3 separate regions of the Sus scrofa genome follow, and all the other regions are linked to region 2. Evidence: chromatin contacts called from public Hi-C and HiChIP or PLAC-seq data. All regions are on one chromosome and are shown on one strand. Each heading gives the region's core, a stretch centred on a gene start, on an enhancer-like site or on the middle of the called end of the contact. The rest is flanking DNA. Distances are from core to core; before and after follow the strand shown. Region 1 holds the start of YES1 (tyrosine-protein kinase Yes). Region 2 holds the start of THOC1 (THO complex subunit 1). Region 3 holds the start of SNRPD1 (small nuclear ribonucleoprotein Sm D1).

Region 1 (3,241 bases), core at 431-2,930, 530 kb after region 2:
TCAGATCGCAGTCTTTTTTTTTCTCCCCAAGTTTAGGAACCAATGAATTTTCAACCAGCATTCAAAATCTCCACTGAGGTTTAGCTAATGTCCAAAAATTAAAGTACAATTAAACTTCCTTTTATTAAAGGGTCAGCTATGGCAGGGGTCTAGAGTATTAACAAAACAGAAATATGGTTTACTGACATACAATATAGACCAATATATGAAAATCATGTGACACATACAAGATCCTTGGCTTCTAATACAAGACACTCCATTACCTGTCCATTCAAAATGTTGTTTCCTGTCCACTGTGTGCCAACCATTGTGCTAGCTAAGATATTAGATTTGCCACATACTTTCTTTGCTTTAAATGCACACTTACATGTACATATATAGTAATATTTTCCTCCTCATGTAATTTAACTATAAACATTTAACAGGATGGTTTAAACACACTAGAATTATCAAGATAACTTTGGTACTGCAATCCTGCAGCTGCAATACACGAATATACTACAATCACATATAGGTATATGTGAAATCATCTATGTGAACACACATACCAGTGGAAACTATGTATGTTCCCATGATAATGGCATGAACATAAAGTTTTATTCGAATGGAGACTCAACTTTTCATTTCTTTAATAATTTATGAATTGTCATTCCATGCCTGTTTTAATTAAGCAGAAAATAATTCAACCACCACACAGCAAAAATTAAAGCGGTCTCTACATCGGACTTGATTTTCGAAGAGCTTCTTAAAACAACGCTGCCCCATGTCCAATGAAGCAAAAGCGGAAAGCAATTACCAAAAAGAAAAACATATTAAAAACAAAATTTTCTTTAACACATGCGGACAGAGAACCGAACCAAATGGGAGGCAGAACTGCAAAACAATGTAAAAGTGCCCGCAGAACGGCATATTTCCCAACCCCCAACCCAAAACAAAGGAAAACTTTAACATGTTGCGGTTTTCAATCAAACCAAGTGCAGCGAGAGGCTCACCCACTCGCTCCCCCCAACCACGCCCGCTCTCCCGGCACAGTTGCCACCCGGCGTCCGCCAACGCGCAGACCCCCGACCCCTGGGTCGGAAAGAGGCCACAGCCCTCACCCCTAACTTCGGCCAAAATAAACCTCGCTGCCCCCTTGGCCGACGGCCCGCACGACCTTATAGACGCTTGTGCGGATGTCCCAGCGCAGCGAGGACCTTAGGGCGGACTAGGGCGGGATGGAGAAGGGCTGGACGGGGCGGAGACCCAGGCTGGGGGCAAGCAGGTAGCGCCGGGAAGGAGACACACCCGCCGGGCTAGCGGGGCCGGGGGAGGGGAGAAGTTTCTCCCCAACTTCCCGACTCGGAGCGGGCGGGGGCGGGGAGCAGCGGCGCCTCCGGGCGCCGGGGCCTACTGCTGTGGGCCGGGGTCGGCCACCTCCCCCCGCGGGGCCCCGAAAGGTCCTTACCTGCCCTCCAGCTGCGCTCGCATGAGTCGCCGCGACGGCGGGGAGGGCTGGCGGGGAGGGGGCGGCGGGCGGAGGCGAGGCCCGCGGGGCCCTCTCCCTCCTCCACCTCCTCGTCCCAGGCGCCCGGCGGCAGGAACGATTGCACAGCCAGCGGAGGACTCGCTACTTCAGGAGGAGGGAATTCCCGGGCTCTCCCACCCCTCGGCCTCACGCTCCGCCTCCTCCCCGTGCGGGGCCCGCCCTCACTCCAGGCTCCGCCCCCTGCGCGGGGGCGGGGGCGAGGACTACCTGCGCTGCCGACCGGTCACCGGAACTCGCGCGGCGCGGAGCTCCAGCGACCCCGCCTTCCGGCCTCCGCACGCGCCCCTCCTGGGCTGTTGGCCGCCCTCCGGCGGTCGGGGTCAGCGGCGAGTCCGAGTTACTTCTCCCGACCCAACATGGCGGCGGGGTCCGGGGCGGATTCCCGAGGCGGCGCAGGCTAAGGGGGCGTGAGGAGGAGGCGCTTCTCCACGAGGAGCGCAGTACCACAGCGCCCCCTCCCCACCCGCGGACCTTGTGGCCGCCCGCTCGGCTGCGGCGGGAGATGGAGCGGGAGTTCGCTTCCACCCCGTCGTAGTTTCCCCTTATCTTCGCCAGGCTCTCTGTAGTTGCCGGGGGCTTTGTCTTTGCGGGGTAGGCACGGGGGAGGGGGGAAATGGTGAGTTGGGTGCTTGCCCCTCAGCGCTATGCTTCCGCACCCTTTGTCGTTGGTAGTAAAATCTCAGCCAGCCGCGTGAGCCAGAGGGGCGTTACTAACACCCTCATCACGGTCCTGACTGCCGTCCAAAAAACGTTCGCGTCTGGCCTCCTTCCGATCCAGGGATCCTGTCCCAGCCCCAGGAGCTTCCTGTTGACTATTGGTCGAACCAGCCTTGCGGAGAGAGGGAACCCAAGCCGAGTTCTGTTGGCGACTCTCCCAGTAATGGTGGCTTTGGCTTGTTTTAGGAGACCGTATTCTTAGGCGATCGTGGCAAGATCCCAACGAAGGAACTGGACAGGTATTGTCCTGTTCGACAGTTGTGGAAACTGAGACTGCCACCCCGACGAACGCGGAGCAGCCCCAACTGGAATCCTGCTCACCTGCATCCAAGCACCTTTTCCTACTGGCCTTGTAGTGAGTCGCCGATGGAGAAGAAAAGGAGAGGGTCCCGAAGAAGCTGAGATTAAAAGTGAGGGTCAGGGAGTTCCCGTTGTGGTGCAGTGGTTAACGAATCCGACTAGGAACCATGAGGTTGCGGGTTCGGTCCCTGCCCTTGCTCAGTGGCTTAACGATCCGGCGTTGCCGTGAGCTGTGGTGTAGGTTGCAGATGCGGCTCGGATCCCGCATTGCTGTGGCTCTGGCGTAGGCCGGTGGCTGCAGCTCTGATCAGACCCCTAGCCTGGGAACCTCCATATGCCGCGGGAGCGGCCCAAAGAAATAGCAAAAAGCCAAAAAAAAAAAAAAAACAAAAAAAACTGAGGGTCACTCAGTGTCTGAAAGGGCTGAATCCTCTGCTAAAATCACTTCTGCCCTCTCAGACTCAGATTAACTTCCTCTTCGTATTTCCTCTTTGGTGGGATTATCACAACAATGTTGGGGCTGTTGGTTTCCTTTGTGGTTTTTAGCGAAATTCAGAAACATCTTCGACAAATATGAAGTAGTACCATCACGTGTCAGTATTCTGATATTCTAGGAACTTAGTAAATGCATATAAGGGTTTGAAAAAAAAATTTCAGCTCATTAAATGTACCAAAGATAAGCATAGGCATTCACAT
Region 2 (3,678 bases), core at 3-2,502:
GGGAACAATTGTGGTGACCGCGGTCGGGCGGGCGTGGGAAGCCTGAGTCGGCCACTCAGTGCTTGATCCGGGTTCGTGGGTGACCCTTAGAGTGACGGCAGATTCGAGGCCTCGTCTTGTAAGAGCTGCGCGTTGCTGGCAAGGACGCACACTTGACAGTGGTTTTCCAGGTTTGGGGAGGATGGGTGAATGCGTCAGGTTATCGGCTCAGTGGGCCGCGAGGGAGGGTAACTACTGCCTGAGAATCCAAGGCAAGTGGGTTATCCCGGAAAGCTTCAGGCTGAGGAAGTGTCGGCAGTGGTCCTGAGCCGCCAGATCGCAGTTCTTCTCGAAGGCGTGGTTACAGCTCGGGATTTGCGTATCGGCCCTGGAGCTCCTGGGATCTGTAGCTCAGGTGCAGTCCCCTCTCCTGAGAAATACAAACAGTACCCCTATTCTTGGGTCGTTGAGGAGCTTGAGTGAAATAATGAATGCAAGTGTGGCTTGTGTAGCAATGTAAGTATTATTAGGAATATTTGGGGATTAGCTGACTTTGCTGTTACGTAGAGGTCTCTACTGGAGGAGGAACCTCGGGGAGGAATGTGGTACTCGGCGCTGATTGGATAACCGGTGGCACCGCGTTGGGGATTAAGGCAGCGGTTGCAAAACCTTGGCTTCCCGGCAGTTTGCTCCCTTGTCCCCTCTTGCTTGGCCAATGAGAAGCCAAGTGGCCGGAATTTATTCAGTTGGAATTTTGTAGTGGGAAAAGAAACGCTGACCCAAACACAAGGAACTTTACACCAGCTCTTGTCTCCCTCCATATGGGTGTAAAGCTAGGCGAGCTTTACCTCGTTTCCTTCGTTGACTCCAGCGGGAATACAGAATGCTAACAAAAAGATAGCTTGGCATAATCTTCTCCCTAATGTGGGAATTGTGAACACTGATGGCTACCCGGAGCGTTGCAAATTTTTTTTTTTTTTTAGAATCAACAGAATCAATCATTCAGGTTCCGTTGTATAACTTAAATTTCCAAATTGCCGAAATAAACTGCGACTAAGCAATTTAATAGGTAGCTGATGTAATAGGATTAGTATATTATAGATGATTGTTAACTGTCTGGAGGTAACTAAGAGTTAAGAGATAAATAAAATTATTTTTTACAAAAATCCAAACAGGAAGAGTTTGAGTTTATTGATCCATCTGTCAAAGCCTAGTCACACAATGGTTTATTCACACATCTGTTGGGCACTTTGTACACAGTGGACAGTATCTGTTTGAGTAATCAATGAACAAATGATTGAATGGACCAGGTAATACAGCTTAATTGCCTTTTTGAGGAGTGCTGGCCAACATAAATGAAAAACTGCAGTATACAGTTTTGATTAGGAGTAATTTGCATAATAGCTCTATAAGAGATTAATTTTTGTATGCTTCACACTGTTAGACCATCATAAGAAATGCCCAAGTTTTATTGAGTATCTCCTATCAGCCAGACACTTTTTCTGCATTATTTTTACTAGTTACAACAACGTTGTACATGGTTAACACTTTGAGGAAATAGGCTCCTCTGACCTAGATCACATAGCTAGAGAAAGCTGAATTTGGGATTTGAACCCCTAGCTTTAAGCCCAAAGTCTGTATTTTTCTCAAATCTTAACCCATGAATCTTCCCCAAGCCATGGGCCTCATAAGTCATTTCCTTATAATTAGATAAGGGTAAGGATCTTATTGTCAATAATATATATATTTTTAAGAAGTATGTAATAATAACATCAAAGAGCAGACATCCAATAACATGTAAACTCAAATTTCCTGAGCACCTCTTTTTTCCTCCTACGCTAGCGAGGTAAAAGGGGCCAGGGAATGCCTTGCTGTTAGGAAACACCCTCCATGGGAAATTCTAGGAAGGATGTTTAAATGGATTCTAAGCACATCTTTCTTCCTCTTCTGGTGTGTCCACTGGATTCAAGTTTCCATTGGAGTGGTGAGATCTAGAAGACGACCAAGGGGCAGCTTGGTCTGCTTTTGTTGTGGTCTTTATCCTCTGGCCCAGGCCAAGGAAACATCCTTTTCCAGGCTCCCCAGTCAGCCGTGTTAGAATGTTGGGTTGCGGCTTTTGGTGGTTCCAGTTCTGGGCCCTATCTGTAGGTCCCTTTCTCTCTGTAGGTAGTTTAAGTGGATTGAAAGAATTATATTAACAGGGAACTGATGTGTGAGAGACAAAGTTGAGCAACAAGAGTGAGATTCTTGGCTTAGGAGAAATGGGACTGAAAAGAAGAATGGAAGAGAGCTGGCACTTTGTGTAAGTTTTGGGACTTATATTTTGTGGGGAAAAGAGGAATTACGTGAAAACAATCTGTGGGTGCTGCCTTTTTAAGTAGGGTGATGGCAGTTTTCAAGCGTTTTATATTGTAAATATGGTACAATTCATTACTTATTTGTTGAGTGCCTACTATTTGCTAGGCACAAATATAATATTAGGTTATATATGCAGTATTATTATTTTATTTCATTACCATCATCTAGTGTTCTTGATAAAATTCTGTTTGGTGATCTTGATTGGAGCATCATAGATGAACATAATTTAAGGTTAGAAATAGAATGATGGGTGACTTCTTGCCTTGGTGAGCCCTGCTTCCCTGAAGGGTTGGGCAGAAATTTTGATTGAAATTGACCTATCATTTGGTTTCTTTCGCTTTCCTGTCCTGTTTCTCTCCTATACTGGTTTCTCCTGAAAGCACCTTAATTATTTATTCAGAAATTCTTACCTGGGGTTGCTTCTGCAAGTCTTGATTGAGTTAGTTTGAGTCTATTGAGAAGCGGACATCAACACAGGATTAAGTGGGCAAGAGATGTACTAGGGAGGGAGAGGAGCAGGCAGGGAGAGCTTACAGACCATGCTGTAGTGCTGACTCCTCTGGAAGATGTCTGCTGGGGAGGAGAGAGAGAGATGAAAAAGTGATAGGAAAAGAGATTCACTGAAGAATACTTTGATCTCTGGGTTTTCCATGTCAGATGACAGCTTCATTATCACCTTCTAGGTGGAGTTGGATTTCATTCACTTGCCATCAAAGACTCCCAATTAATGCAGGAGCTGAAGTGGGTTTTATCTGCAATTGTGTGAGTTACCTAGTTTCCATTTCTCTGTCTCCAAAAGAGGAGGCTGGGCCACCCCTCTGAAGTTCTGAATGAGGTGGATTGACTTTCAAATGATCCATTGTGCTGGAAATTTAGGTTCTAGCAGGTGTATACATCTCTGTTACCTTCCAAGAGTCAGGTAAAATCTGCAGTTGGACTTTGCTTCTGAGCAGTGGTGGACCTTCTTATGAATGCACAGCAAAGCAAAGCCTCCTTTTGGGTGAGGTGTGACTAGAGTGGCTGTAGATGTGAATATGAGCCTATTGTTACATGACCAGGAAGTGATCTGGTAAGTGGGATTCCTTTTCTGTAATAATGATGACTCTAAGACCTCAAATTAGGTCAACTAAGCTTAGGAAGTTTAGGGAGGGATGGAAGAGGCGTGATTTAGTATGGTTTACCCCCAGAAGTAGAGTCAAAGTTTTGTGTATATGTGTCTTATTTGCAAAGTGATTGAAGGAAGCAGTGGAACAAGAGAGAATAAAACAGAGAAGGAAAAGCCATTGCAAAGGTACGGTGTAGTATTGGGCGTGACTGTGGGTGAATGGATCTTATTTTCAG
Region 3 (3,558 bases), core at 991-3,490, 760 kb before region 2:
GACATTAAGAAAATAAACTTTAGGAGTTCCTGTCGGGATACAGCTACAATGAATCCGACTAGGAACCATGAGGTTGTAGGTTCAATCCCTGGCCTCGATCAGTGTGTTAAGGATCTGGCGTTGCCATGAGCTGTGGTGTGGACTGCAGACATGGCTGGATCTGGCGTTGCTGTGGCTGTGGCGTAGGCTGGCATCTGTTGCTCTGATTAGACCCCTAACCTGGGAACTTCCATATGCCGTGGATGTGACCCTAAAAAAAAGAAAAAAAAATAAACTTTAAGTTCTGAGATGTTTACCTTCAAAGTTATACCTCAAATAAAATGGACAAAGTCTTTCAGTTATAAGTAAGAACTAGAAATGTAATATGCAATATGATAAATGTAATCAATACTGCTGTATGTTATATATTAAAGTTGTTGAGAGTAAATCATGAGTTCTCATCAGAAGAAAAAAAATTTTTTTGTCTATTTCTTTAATTTTATATCTACATGAGATGATGGATGTTCACTACACTCTTTATGATGTACGTAAATCAAATCATTATGCTGTGGGAGTTCCCTCGTGGTGCAGCTGGTCAATAAAGAAAGAATCCAGTGTTGTCATTGCAGCCTTGGGTTGCTGCTATGGCACAGGTTCGATACCTGGCCTGGGAACTTCCACATGCCTTTGGCACGGCCAAAAAAAATCATTATGTTATATACCTTAAAGTTACACAATGCTGAAAGCCAGTTACATCTCAATAAAACTGGAAGGGAAAAAAATAGACAAAAAGTCAATCTTAAATGCCTTCTCTACAAACACCAGCCTGAATATGACAATGAGGATTCTTTATGTTATCTCAAACTATCTTCTTGTCTATCTTCTCTGCAAAACGAACGCTACTACAACATAGGACTCTTTAAGGGGGGGGTGGGCTACTGCTGTAGCACAACTGGGATTCTTGGCGTCTCTGGAGCACTGGGATGCAGGTTCGATCCCCAGTTCAATCCCCACCGGCACAGTCCAGCATTGCTGCAGTTGCCGAGTAGGTTGCAAATGCAGCTAGGATGTGTTCCCTGGTCCAAGAACTCCATGTGCTTAACTATTTGGTCGACATTGACAATTCTTGACTCAACAGACAATAAACTAGTTAAGCTAGTTTATAACTGCCGGCTGAGTTGTAAAAGCCTCTGCTTCTATGTTCCAGGCTCTCAGCCTCAAGGAGAAACATCAGAACTCAATCTATTTGCAGGTAGTTTTTGTGATGAATTAGCTCAACCAGTAAACGAGTCTTCAGCAGGCTCAACTAATCGACCAAATTTAAATACAGAAATAAACAGAATAAATCTCGATTATCTGTGTAATCAGCCAAAAAGTACGGAAGAGTGATTCTACCCCATATTGAGAGGTTTTTTCCTAAATCAAAGGGCTATTTTAAAGGGAAATGTAAGTTGAATAATCTTAAGGCTAGGGAATAACAACAAGAGGGAAAAAAAACACTATTAAAAAAAAAAAAAACCTCAGGAAATCAGAAGTCCATCCCTGATCCCTGATTTAAAATACTTCGGAATTGGATTTCATTATCTCCAGATAAACCCCTGCAGCTTCTAAGTACTCTTTTAAGTGTGACGGTAGTTTCATTAAAAAATATGCATTAATTTAAACTACTTGTGCAGGATGTACAATTTTTATGTCTCCCACGTTCTCAGGAAGCGTGGACCTAGTTAAATTTGCCGGTTCCTGAGTGCTGAGACGAGCCAGAAACGTTCTAACAGAAACGGAAGTCTGTAACTCACCGAAAGTAAGAGCTTGTAAGCCTGGCTCTGTACTTTTAAGGCCTCTAAGACACCTGATGGGAAAACACCGCCCGGCCTTCAACCTCTCGGAAGACCCGCAGATCCCTGGGCGACCCAGTCTGAAGCCTGGTCGAGTGCCCGCGGCGACGCGACCAAGATGGGGCGGGAGCGGCGGGCGCCGAAGGCCGTTAGCAGGCCGCGCGCGCACGCGGCTTTCGCGCCTCCTGCATCTCGGGCAGCTCAACCCCCCCGCTCCCGGTCCAGGACATCCCCTCATAGTACCCACCCTGCTCGGTCACCTCCTCACCTCACGAGCTTCATCCTCTCGGTCCGATAGTACACAAAACCCCACCGCAGAGGCCGACCCGCAGGGAGAATGAATGACCGGAAACGCTTACTCCCGGGGATCGACGTAAAGAGCGCGCGGATCCCTGCGCACTCACGGCGGAAACGCCGAGGCTGCGCTTGGGCCACTCTCCCTTCCGGCCGCGAGTAGCGCCAGTGCGGCCTCTGGCGGCAGGAGGTGTGCCTTGCAACTGTTAAGGGCGTTTAGGGCCGATCCAGGAGGAAACTTCCTGTAAGAGAGAGTATTTCAGGAAATTAAATCCTATTAGCGAGCATAACAAGGCTCCGGGTATTATGTAGCACCAAATTTTCTCGTGAATGAAAGGAAATAATTGGAGAATCCCAAAGGATTATGCTCCACCACCAGGTATCTCAGCGTTACTTAATGTGCTGAAGAAAATCATACAATTTAACTGATTATTTTCACTTTAAATTCTGGTCACAAACCTCAAAAGTGTCCCTTGCACTGCCCAGAGATCGTTATGCTTCTCTAATAAGCTCACAAAGTATTTCATACCTTCTTTCTTCTCTTTATCTCAAACCTTTTACAGTTCTTCTCCCAAATCACTCTCTAACGTATCCTACTTTTAGAAAACAGAAGCCATCCTTCTGCTTCCCTTTCTGTGACAACGATAGAAGTATTATTGCTCCTTTGGAAAGCAAATTCCTCTTGGTTGTAGTCTGGATCCCATCTCATTTCCTCAAGAATTTCACTCCTTCAATGATCCCCTTCTAATTTGAATCATCAATTCCTCCTTCTCTACTGATTTTTTCTATCAACATATAAATTTATCTAAAAAACAAACAAGCAACGAGTTCCCACTGTGGCGCAACAGGATTGGGCAGCATCTCTGCAGCTCCAGGACGCGGGTTTGATGTCCAGCCCTGCATTGCTACAGCTGGCTGTAGTGTGGGTTCCAACTGTAGGTTGGATCTGATTCCTGGTCTGGGAACTCCATATGCCTCGGAGATGGCCAAAAATGGAAAAAGAAAAAAAGGAAAGGAAGAAAGAAAAAATTTTGTAGTGCCAGTTGTGGGAACTCGGCAGGGTAAGAACCTGACTAGTATTCATGAGGATGTGGGATCTATCCCTGGCCTCATTCAGTGGGTTACGGCTCCAGTGTTGCCACAAGCTGCAGCGTAGTTCACAGATGCAGCTCAGATCCAGTGTTGCCGTAGCTGTAGTGTAGGCCTCAGCTGCAGCTCTGATTCAAGCTTCCATTTGCTGCAGGTGAGGTCTTAAAAAAAAAAAATTCTCCTCTCATGCAGCTCTAGCTCCCACCAGATTTCTTCCACAGAAAACCTCCTTAAATGAGCTGTCTATAACTTGTTTTTATTGCCTTGTAATTCGATCTTCAAATACACTGAGATTGCTTTTCTAATGGTGATCAAAAACCCAATACAAACTTCTGTCTTCCTCTTACTCAGCATCTCAGCA

What was found. A called contact is a pair of places that touch in the nucleus more often than the background predicts. HiChIP or PLAC-seq counts read pairs in DNA pulled down with a chosen protein or histone mark.
Region 1: a contact with region 2 is called in a Hi-C map of liver, with 9 times the contacts expected there. The contact joins the promoter of YES1 here to the promoter of THOC1 in region 2. A contact is called at or near these places in 3 of 5 promoter capture datasets (fetal liver, fetal skeletal muscle and liver), 12 of 47 Hi-C or Micro-C datasets (alveolar macrophages, brain, embryonic fibroblasts and 7 more) and 2 of 2 datasets of contacts at active chromatin or transcription factors (alveolar macrophages and skeletal muscle).
Region 3: an H3K27ac HiChIP or PLAC-seq map of skeletal muscle shows a contact between it and region 2, with 9 times the contacts expected there. The contact joins the promoter of SNRPD1 here to the promoter of THOC1 in region 2. A contact is called at or near these places in 1 of 5 promoter capture datasets (liver), 1 of 47 Hi-C or Micro-C datasets (heart right ventricle) and 1 of 2 datasets of contacts at active chromatin or transcription factors (skeletal muscle).

Annotation. Positions count from the first base shown.
Region 1 is chr6:105,504,523-105,507,763 of Sscrofa11.1, reverse strand. YES1 (tyrosine-protein kinase Yes) reads right to left here and starts at 1,680. Exons shown (of 12, transcript XM_021096152.1): 1 at 1,448-1,680.
Region 2 is chr6:106,036,836-106,040,513 of Sscrofa11.1, reverse strand. THOC1 (THO complex subunit 1) reads right to left here and starts at 1,252. Exons shown (of 20, transcript XM_021096158.1): 1 at 1-1,252. LOC110261178 (a long non-coding RNA gene) reads left to right here. Exons shown (of 4, transcript XR_002345053.1): 1 at 1-394.
Region 3 is chr6:106,796,883-106,800,440 of Sscrofa11.1, reverse strand. It overlaps SNRPD1 (small nuclear ribonucleoprotein Sm D1), which reads right to left and starts at 2,240. Exons shown (of 4, transcript XM_003127854.5): 1 at 2,083-2,240. The coding sequence starts at 2,096.